Linked DNA regions of Bos taurus: region 1 is linked to region 2. A link is a contact called in public Hi-C data. All regions are on one chromosome and are shown on one strand. The core of a region is the stretch at or near the end of the contact, and the rest is flanking DNA. Distances in the headings are between cores, read along the strand shown. Region 1 holds the start of ABHD12 (abhydrolase domain containing 12, lysophospholipase). Region 2 overlaps ABHD12 (abhydrolase domain containing 12, lysophospholipase).

Region 1 (5,508 bases), core at 2,533-5,032, 46 kb after region 2:
ATCCTGGGCTCCAAGAAAAATACACACAAAATATTTTTTTATTCAGGAGAAAATCCAAAATTTTTCTGTGTGTGCACACATGTGTTAGAGCAAGAAAAAAGAGGGGAGGGCATGTAAATACCTAAAATAGCAAACAAGACTGGGGAAGAGCCCCAAGTCTAGAGGAAAAGCCAGATGTAACAGATGATTTTCTATAGACATATAAATCACCAAAACTGAGCCCAGAACGAGACTGCAAATCTAAGAAACTATGACAGTTATAAAAATGCTGTATTCTAAAAAAGCACCATGCTCAGGAAGTTTTACAGGTGAATTCTACCAAAATTTAAAGAAAGAAATCATTTCAAAAGTACAATATTTAAACTGGCTAATGAAGAGAAAGAGATAACTTTTAATAAAGCTATAAAAAACACTAAAACCACTTGGTAAAGATGGCATTAAAAAAAGAAAATTACAAACTAGTCATACAAATAACGGTACAAAACTCCCTAGTAAAATATTAATAAATAGAATCTGTCTACACAATAAGAGTTATTATTGATGATTCAATAATATAAAATGATGACTCAATAATATGAAATCTATTACTACAACTCAGTATATTAACGGGTCAAGAGACAAAATTCATATGATCATTTCACAGATGCTAAAACAGCATTTAATATAATTCAACAACCATTTTTGATCTTGAAAAAAAAAGACAAAACAGCAGCAACACACCCCGTAGTAAAATAACTAACGTGGCGTAAACACTAAAAGAATTCTCCTTAAAGTCAGGAATAAGATAAGGATACTCAGTATCACCCCTATTATTCAACCTTGTTCTGGAAATACACTGTAATCAAAAAAGAGAAACAAAAGACATAAAAAGTAGAAAACAAAATGATTATTAATATTTGCAGCCAATATGATAGCATACCTGGAAAATTCAGGAACTGCAAAAACTACTTGAAACTAAGATTATGTAAGTTGCTAGATACAGAATTAATAACTACAACTAATAATGTATAATATAAGAAAATAACAAGAGATTAACTAGGAATACACTTAAGAAATGTGCAGGATTTTAAAACTGACTTAAAAAAACATTTCTAAGACAAGGAAATGTATATGTAGACTCATGCTCAGTTGCTCAGTCGTGTCTGACTCTTTGCAACCCCATGGACTGTAGCTTGCCAGGCTCCTTTTGTCCATGGAATTTTCTAGGCAGGAATACTGGAGCGGGTTGCCATTTCCTACTCCAGGGGATCCTCCCCACCCACATCTCTTTGTTTGCTTCATTGGCAGGCAGATTCTTTACCACTGCACCACCTGGGAAGCCCAGATAGGATACTAAATAATATTAAATTAATTACAAATAATAAATTGCTAGTTTTGATACAATTCAATAATAGTAATGGGGTTGTATATATTTCAAAATCCTTATTTGTTCAAGATATGCTGTGAAAATATTTATGGACGAAATCAGTTGTTTTAGAACAGTCTAGTCTCCCCACCATATCAAAAATGGAGGAGAGGAGGAACAGATGATTCAAGACTGGCAAAACATGGAAAACCACTGAAATGAAGGGACGGGCTCATGGAGGTTCATTATGCTGACTCCTCTACTTCTGTCTATTGAAAATGTGCACAACAGAAAGTTAAAAGAAATGTGCAAGGGGACTCAAACAAAGATGGTTCAAGACGGAAATAATTCCAAAGATGTATAATAGGCTTACAAAAACATACAAAAACTGCCACCTAACCACTAAGAAAGGCAAATTAAAGTTACAAATCAGATGTCAATTTTCAGCAACCAAGTAGAAAAAGATCAAAATATCTGGTAATATTCAATATTTGGGTGAGGAGACTGACATTAGTGGAGGGTGTACCAGTCGTACAAGTTCTTGGGAGGGCACTTTCAGTCATCAGCATACACCCCTTGGCTTAGCAGTTCCACTTCTAGGAATCTATTCTGGATATTCATTCAACAAAATATTTTCTCCCACCTAAGATGTGCCTCTGAAGACAGAGGCCCCAAGAACAATGTCCCTGCTCTCACAGGGCTTCCCTTCTCCTGTGGGAGACTATGCCCAAAGCCAGTCAAGTGAGCAGGCAATTAAGGGGGATGAAGAAACAAGTAAGCAGAAAGGGGCCAGTGGGGGCCAATGGCTATTTTGGATGTGCTAGTTTGAGAAAGCCTCTCTGAAGAGGTGACAGCTGAGCAGAGACCAGGCTGAAGGAGAAAACTCAGGAGGAGAAAATCCAGGAGAACATTTCAGGCAACAGGGAAGGAACCATGGGGTAACTCACAAATTTGCCCTTCCTGCCCTCTGCTTTTCTTTTTATTCCCGTAACAGCCTTTTGTTTATTCAAAGGAAGTGGCACCACTAGAATGTCTCTCTTTGTCCTCAACTCAAAAATAAAAATAATCAGACTCTTTTAATACAGTAGATCTTTCAAGGGCGATTGCTTCCCCAAACATTACTGTGCATCACAATTTGTCTTCTTCAAAGGAAGAGCTTACAACCTAAGTGTTATGTCAAATCTGTTAATAAAAGTGCATTAAAGCCAACTGTGCGTTTTTAATGCAGATAAACCTTTCCACAAAACAGATTATCTTCACAAGAGATGCTGGTCAGTTGCTAGATAATTTTACACAAAAACAAAAATTCTGTCGATCCTTGGACTTCCAGCAGGAAGGGGAACCACTGACTGAGGTGAGATGTGTATATAGTTTAACTTTTGCGATCTAAGTTAACATTTTTTAGGGGCTCTTTGGATAAATATTTTACTCCAGAGGCCTGTGTCAATTAAGGGCATTCCAGGGGATCCCAAAAGCAGTGACTCTTGCTACAACATCTGAGAACATTACATACTAACTTTTTCAGTCACCAAGAAACATCAAGACTTCAAAACTGTCATGAGTGATAAGTTTCACCAACAGCCAGATAATAGACACCAGCCTAGAGGAGGGTCCAGCCGGCGTGAAAAACACTCCTCTCTCAACTGCGAGATGAATTCAACGTCAACGAGTTCATCTCCCCAAAGGGAAGCCGAAGACATGTTCCAGACCGGACAGCGCTTCCCAAGGGGTCGACTCGGGTGGACGCGTTCCACACATCAGAGGCCAATGGCTCGCGATCGCCGGGTCGAGGGCACAGCGCCCCACGACCCCGCCGAGCCCTCAACCTCCCCGAGAAGGCGGCGCACCCCCGCGACTGCACACTGCGGACCCTCCACCGTCCCCAGGGGCCCCGCGGGCGCCGGTGAGCTGCCCACCCCGCGGGAGGGATGCTGGGTACACGCCGCGCGCGCGCTCCCCGGCCCCCCCGCCCTCCACCACCGGGCATCCAGGGGCTCCCCCATCCTCGTAGGGAGGCGCTCTCCAGCCAGGCGCCGGGGGGTGGCCCGCAGGCCCGCTCGGGGAGGCACTCAAGGATGGGCCGGCTCAAAGAGGCCGGCGGGGCGCGGGGCGGTCAGCTCCGAAGGGGCGCGGGCCCCAGCCGCCCCCACCGCCCCTCACCTGCCCAGCGCCCGCTTCATGCCCGCGTCCGCGGCGCAGCGCGGCTCGGCCGGCCCAGGGCCCGCTAGGCACAGGTTCTGCTTCAGGCGGCAGTCGGCGTCCAGCGCCGCGGCGGCCGGGCCGGCGGAGGGCGAGCCCGAGGCGGTACGGCGTTCATGCTCCAGGGCGACGGGCTCGGTCCGCTTCCTCATTCCGTGGCCAGCACGGCCAGTCTCGCCCGCGCCGCCCGCCGCCGCCGAGGGGAGCCGCCGCCGCCGCGAGCCCGCCGCCCTGACGTCCCTGCCGGCCGGCGGGCCCGCCCAGAGCCGGTCAGAGTTGGCCAATGAGCGTCGGGAGGCGGCCAACCCGCCGCGCCCTCCCAGGCCCGCCCCTTCCCGGGGCCCGCAGCCATCTTAGAGACGGGCAGACGACGCCGTGGCGGGCGTCACCGTCCGGGCGTGACGTCGCGGCGGGGCGGCGGAGCTGCGCTGCGTAGGGGTCGAGCTAGGTCCGAGCCGGGGTCCCAGGCTTCCCGCCCAGTTTAGCTGCCCGAAACTGCCCCTCCGCTCCCGTCCCAGGCTCTCTGACTTCCCTCAAGAGTGGAACCCCCGAAAGGGTCTTTTAAGGGTTTACACAACGAAAAGAGAAGGGTGACATCACAAGTCTGTCCTAATAATGATTTACAACTATTAAATTTTCCCACAAGGCCTTTAAAAAATAGGCGATCAGGTAGGTTTGTTTTTAATTTGAAACACACATGTAAATATATTTTTCTTTTGGGCCAAATATGAAAACTGACCTGCTAAAAAATCAGTTTTAGATTTTTTATAAAGCAATTAGAACTAGTCGATGAGGGAAGAATCCATTCACAAATTCCCAGTTGTGAAACACAAAGTAACAATTCAACGGATCCTAAAAACACAAAAGAAAGTTTTATCTATTAGTTTTATAACTTTGGTTCTCTTTAATATGACATTATTTTTGTACAAATGAGCTACAACCAAGAGATTTGCCTATTTGTTACAGAGTAACTTGTAATTTCAAAATTTGTGCTAGTGAAAACTACTAGCAACTGATGATTTAAAATTAATTAGAAATGTCTTTATAAATTCAATAGCTCCTTATATTGGCTTCCAAATGACACTTAGAAACTGCAAAAGAATTTCACTGACCATAATACTAAATATCACAACCAGCATTCATATTTGTCCAAACATACTTTTGGTGAATTCTTTAAAATAATGTAGAAGCATATACTGATATATTGGGAATCCAGAAACTAAAGTGTAAAACAATTTTTACTCCATCACTCACTAAATTATTTTCAATCAGATCAGATCAGATCAGTCGATCAGTCGTGTCCGACTCTTTGTGACCCCATGAATCACAGCACGCCAGGCCTCCCTGTCCATCACCAACTCCCGGAGTTCACTGAGACTCAGGTCCATCGAGTCAGCGATGCCATCCAGCCATCTCTGTCGTCCCCTTCTCCTCTTGCCCCCAATCCCTCCCAGCATCAGAGTCTTTTCCAATGAGTCAACTCTTTGCATGAGGTGGCCAAAGTACTGGAGTTTCAGCTTCAGCATCATTCCTTCCAAAGAAATCCCAGGGCTGATCTCCTTCAGAACAGACTGACAAAAAAGCTAGGAAGGGAGGACTAGAAAAATAATAAAATAAAATAGAAGAATGAAGAAAAAAAGAAAAAAGAAAAATAGAGTAAGGGTTACTGAGTCTTTCTTGATGGTATCAGGCAAAGCCCATCTAGTCCTCAACTCTTGGTTCACACTCCAAGTAATCTTTTCCAGGCTCTGATCTTATCCAGTGTCACCCCACAATAGTGACACCTACACTAGTATTTCTAGTCCACACCTCTTCCTTGAACCCATGCTCCTTGTCTCACTCATTCACTCTGATATCCTATAGGCACTTAAAATTATGTTCAAAGCTGAGCTCTCGACTCTTCTCCCACCCCAACTCCGTCCATAACCTTTCTCACCTCCAGGATGCTAAGTCCCTGATGCTTG
Region 2 (5,065 bases), core at 1,201-3,700:
GTGAGGACCCAACAGCACGGGGTTCCCACCAAGGGTTCCCTGGGGTGCCCACCAGCTCCACTCCCAGCCCGCACCGGGCCCCAGGGGCAGCAATGCCAGATGGGCAACCTGTGCCATGAGGCAAGGCCTCCTATGGGTCTAGCCGCCCTCAGACAACCTGACTGTAACCATACCCTTCTACCTGGCACGAAGCTATAAATATCCTGAGTGGCTCTGCAGTCAGGCCAGTGCCCAGAATTAAATGAGAATTAACTTTCATAACATCTGTATTTATTAGAATACTTAAATAATTTTTATGACATTTTAATTTACTTATATGCATATTACTCATAGTCATTTTCATATGTTATAGCTATTATTTCCATTATATACATAAGTCTGTCTTTAATAAGCTCTGTACTTGCCACTGAGAACGGATGGCTCTTGGCTTCTTCACGGATATTAGTGAATGGAGATTCCAAGATGAGGGCATCTGGAGGAGTCTCTAGATAAATAAGACCAACAGGGAGCTGGGAGGTGAGCAATAAGCCCCAGTGGGACACTCCTCACGCCACCACCCCCTTGACAGGACCATGGACCCCAGGTGCCCACCTGGCTGGCCCTGCCCCTCAGGTCCTCCCCTGGGGTCATGTGAGGGAAGTAGTCTCAAGGGGACCCTGAGAACCATGTCTGCCGAGGCTGCCTGTTTGGAGCCCAGCCCCTGTCAAGGCACCGCCAGTTGCCAGAGAATCTGGGGAACAGGGTTGGGCCCTCGGGGGTTTGCTCAGGCCCCCATTTCAACGCCCAGCTCTTGTCTCACCACCCCGCTCATCCACCACCACCCACTTCACAAGAAACTGGCAGGGCCTGGAGCACAGCCGGTGCCTGAAGAGCCCTCCTGCATGGGAGCCGGGCCATACCTGTGGCGTAGGACCCCACGCAAATGCCTACCTCGCTCACAGAGGCGCCGCACCAGGTTTGTGGCCACTCTGGAAAGAGGGAAAAGTTCAGTTGGATCATGACAAAAACTTGCAGACGAGACTGTTCCTGGGGAAGCTAGGACTATCGCGGTGACGGGTGGGGTTTTGGGTGGGGTTGCACAGGGGCCCAGCAGCCAGCCCCTCCAACAGGGACTCTGTGATGGGACCTCCACGATCCCAAGGCACATGCTGCGCCTCACCTGGAAGGGCCCTTGTGGGCTGCAGAGCAACGCCCCAGCTCACACCCGGTCCTACAGACACAGATGGGAGGGGCCCCTGAAGGGGGCAGCACCTGGACTCTGCCCGGCCTAGGCCTCCTGCCTTGCTAGGACCAAGCTGGGCAGGTCCAGGCAGACACCCAGGGTGGGAAGGCCTGCTCCCCTCTGGCCAGGGCTCACTCTCACCCAGGAGGGCCAGTCCCAGACACTGCCCAGCCTGCAGACAATGTGTCCAAAGGAAAAGCAGCAGGAAAATGGAGGTGCTGAAGATCTGGGGCGCCTTTACACCGGCCACATGGAACATCAGAGCGCTTCCTCTTTCAGCAGATGGAACAAGGGAACCCCAACTGCTGCCTCCCCAAGTTTTTAAGTAATGACACCACGTGTGAGGCAAAAGGCCTGTGCTCCTGGATGCGCTGCATAGCACAGCCACGCTCAGCGAGGCCTGGGGAGCCCAAGTGCCCTGCACTGTGGGGCTCCATCCCCGGCCCCCACCAGGGCAGTAATGGAGGCTCTAGGACGCTGGGGGCCCCTCAGGCAGCCTGGGCTGCAGAGTCACCCGTGAAGACCTGCTCCCACAAACGCCATGCTGGGAACTCTCACCCGGTGCCAAGAGAATGGCCCCAAATATACACAGGGTTGTCTCCACTTCGCACTTTGATCCAGTCAAAAACATGGAGTGCATCATACGTCATGCCCCGCTCCGACGGCGTTCCTACTGAGTCACCCCAACCTGGGAAAGCAGCATCAAAGAGGACATCACGGGACTGCAAGGGGCAAGCCCCGCTCCGCCCCCGTCTCAGCAGAAGGCCCAGGCCATCTGGGGCCTCAAGTCTTGGCCAGGCCAGCTTGTATTCTCCCAACTCCTCAGCTGTCGCAATCTCTGAACCCAACCACCACCCTCACCTGAGTCTCAAAGAGCAGAAGCAGACAGGGTGGTCGGACCAGCAGACCCCTGGCACTGGCACCTGGGGCTTGGCCAGGCTCAGCTATTGATAGTCCAGCCCGCCCCAGCCTTGAGCCCAGCCCCGGCTCTGTGGCCCAGCTGTGAAGAGGCTTCAGGATGAGCAGATTCCAGGCTCAAGGCAACGCTGACCCACAAAGGAAGGGGCTCCTAGCATCCTGTTTGCATTACAGAGGAAAGCCAACTAAACTCTGACCTCCCACAGGTCCTTCCCTCCAGATTCTGGAAAAGTCAAATGTGACTGTCCTTTCCAGCAGCTCAGCAGTGAGTCATCATCAAATGATCTGAAAATACCACAAGGCTCATAGAGAGCAAGTCCTGCAACACAAGCAAAACCTAGAGGCAGGGGCACCACAGGCCACCTCCCCGGGGCGTCCCAGACCCAGATTAGCGGAAGAAGCCAGGGCCAGGAACAAGGCCAGAGGGCGGGCTCAGGGCACCAGCGAGGGCAGGGACAGAGACAGGGAGAAACACAAGAGAGACGGAGACGGGGAGACAAATGAGAGAACGAGACGGGGACAAGGAGCCACAGGCAGAACTTTGGTCTCTTGTACAGCTTAGAAAGGAAGAGACTCAACAGGAAGTGAAAAGAGGAAGTGTTAGATGGGATCTTATTTCTGTTAGAAGCACAGGAAGGTGAATAAGGGAGAGGGCTGCCCCCTCACTGCCCTGAGGTTCCAGCTGCAGGGGCAGGAGGGAAAGATGAGCCTCCTTTCGGAGTTTCTTCAACCCAGCACCTTCCTCCTAACAGAACACTCTTTCACAAAAGAACCAACCTGCACCCTAGGCTGGTGGAATAATGGCACTCAAAGACGTGCACGTCCACACCTGGAAACCCGTACCTCTGGAACCTCACACGGCAAGGGCAGTGAAGGGTGCAGAAGGAAAGAGGCTGCCAAGCAGGGGACCCCGAGACAGGACAGTGTCCTGGTCAGCATGAGCCTCAGGCAATCCCGGGTCTTTATGAGCAGAAGGGACAGAGTCAGGGCCAGAGTAATGCAGACGCGAGGGGCCACAGGCAAGGAACCAGCGTGGCCTGGAGAAGCTGCAAGAGGCTAGGAACCTGACTCTCCTGGAGCCTCCATCGTGTCCACACCTTGACTCATCCCAGTGACTAAAGACTTGGAACCTTGACCACCAGTGCTTCAAGATAGTTCATCCGTGCTGTTCTGAGACATTACATTTGTGGCCAGTGCTTCAAGACAGTTCATCCGTGCTGTTCTGAGACATTACATTTGTGGCCAGTGCTTCAAGATAGCTCATCCGTGCTGTTCTGAGACATTACATTTGTGGCAGCCATGGCAGCATCAAGAGGAGACTCTCCCAACGTGCACACCCAGGCGATGCCAACAGCTGCTGGTTCTGTGGGTGTGAAGCCCCGCCTCCCCCCAGCCAGGGTGAGCTGGACAAGAGGCCTCAGCCCTACGTCCTGTCCAGGCGAGGGCTGTCTGAGGCACACATCGCCGCCACTCTGCTCCCCGCTGACACAAAGCATCTTCCTCACGCAGCAAACTGCGGGAGGCAAGGAGAAACACAGAGGGACGAGAAGAGGAGTCCCTCTTTCCTGTCTCCGTAACTTCAACAAGACAAGCTCTGCTGAGCACGAAACAGGCCCAATACCCAGCTGTGGGGAAAGTCTGAGTCCCACAAAGAGGAGACAGCACCTTTGACACGTGAAAGCGGCCGGCAGAGGGTGTGTGCCGGGGTTCCAGGCGCCCATGCCTACTATCTAGGGGAGGATGCACGAAGGACTCACAGCCAAGAACCTGGACCCTCCACTACCTCCACACACTGACAATCTCACAAGGACCACAGGTCACGGCAGAGCCACCAGCATTTCAGAGTCACACATGGCCACCCCACACCAACCTCAAACAGGCGGGGTGAGCAAGGAACCCTCACCTCTGTAGTCAAAGGTGACCACGTGGTAGCCGAGGGAACTCAGCACCTGGAAGTGAAAAGCAAAAACTGAACAATGCGGCTCTGACTAACCCACCCGCCTCGCTCGAGGGAACTCAGTGAAGGCCATCACCTCACTGCCCCATCCTGCCACTGTGGGACACTCAGGAAGGCGGAGGCCAGCCTGAGCAGCACCTGTGCCCTCTGAGGTGCTTGCAGGCTGATGGCTGTCCAGGGGTTGCCAGGGGTTCTGACCACCCAGAGACCCAGGAGGAAGGACCCTGCAGTGTGGACTCCACACCTGGTGACCTTTAATGCAACCCAGCACTGTTCAGATTTAAGCTTCCATTGAATTTTTCTCACTTAGAAGAAAAAAGTCTCTCAGGATTAGGTGACTGCTTGCATGAAGTCACTATTCACTGTCCCACCCAAGCCCTGGCTGGGTGTGCTCAGAGCCACGAGGAAGCTGCCACAGACACCAGTGTCACCAACCTGAGGTGCGCTCCCGTCCCCGAGAAGAGAGCTTGGCCAGGGACTCCCAGCCCCCACAGGACCTGCACCCTCTGGAGCCATAGCTGTTCAGTCACCCACCCCACCCCCGCCTGGATCCAAGTCGCTCCAGGGAACCAGCCCTCCAACAGCCCAGAGCTGTCCACAGGGTGCTGGACAGACAGCAGTGCCCACATGTCTGACTTGTTCCTCCGGCCCTGTTCCCAAACACAGATCCACCCGAGAGGAGGGCGACAGGTGTGGTGGCCCCAGACGCTGCATCAGCAGCACGTGTCAGCTCGAAGACCCACACACCCTCTGATGACAGCCACATGGCGGAGAGGGTTTGCATCTCCCCTGGGATCCCGCACCCAGACACCTGCTTCCACCACATTGGCTGGGAACCTGCATCAATGGTGCCCTGCGCTTGGTGGACACGAGAAACCCCAGTGCTGGCAGAACTCCTGAGCCACAGCCCAGAGGACAGTGTAGCTCTCGGGCCCCTCAGTGTTCTCCCGTCATTTCCTATGTGAGTA

Evidence for each region. A called contact is a pair of places that touch in the nucleus more often than the background predicts.
Region 1: a Hi-C map of an unstated tissue shows a contact between it and region 2, with 2.1 times the contacts expected there. The contact joins the promoter of ABHD12 here to the enhancer-like site in region 2. A contact is called at or near these places in 2 of 11 Hi-C or Micro-C datasets (blastocyst and an unstated tissue).

The regions. Positions count from the first base shown.
Region 1 is chr13:42,863,010-42,868,517 of ARS-UCD2.0, forward strand. ABHD12 (abhydrolase domain containing 12, lysophospholipase) reads right to left here and starts at 3,783. Exons shown (of 13, transcript NM_001078116.1): 1 at 3,506-3,783. The coding sequence starts at 3,696.
Region 2 is chr13:42,818,036-42,823,100 of ARS-UCD2.0, forward strand. It overlaps ABHD12 (abhydrolase domain containing 12, lysophospholipase), which reads right to left. Exons shown (of 13, transcript NM_001078116.1): 6 at 4,044-4,089; 7 at 1,781-1,910; 8 at 931-968; 9 at 405-484. Among named protein-coding and RNA genes, the nearest start is that of TRNAC-ACA, 23 kb to the right of the region's middle. Within about 2 kb of position 2,451, at least 47 of the 102 cell types and tissues checked have an H3K27ac peak or open chromatin away from gene starts, as enhancers often do.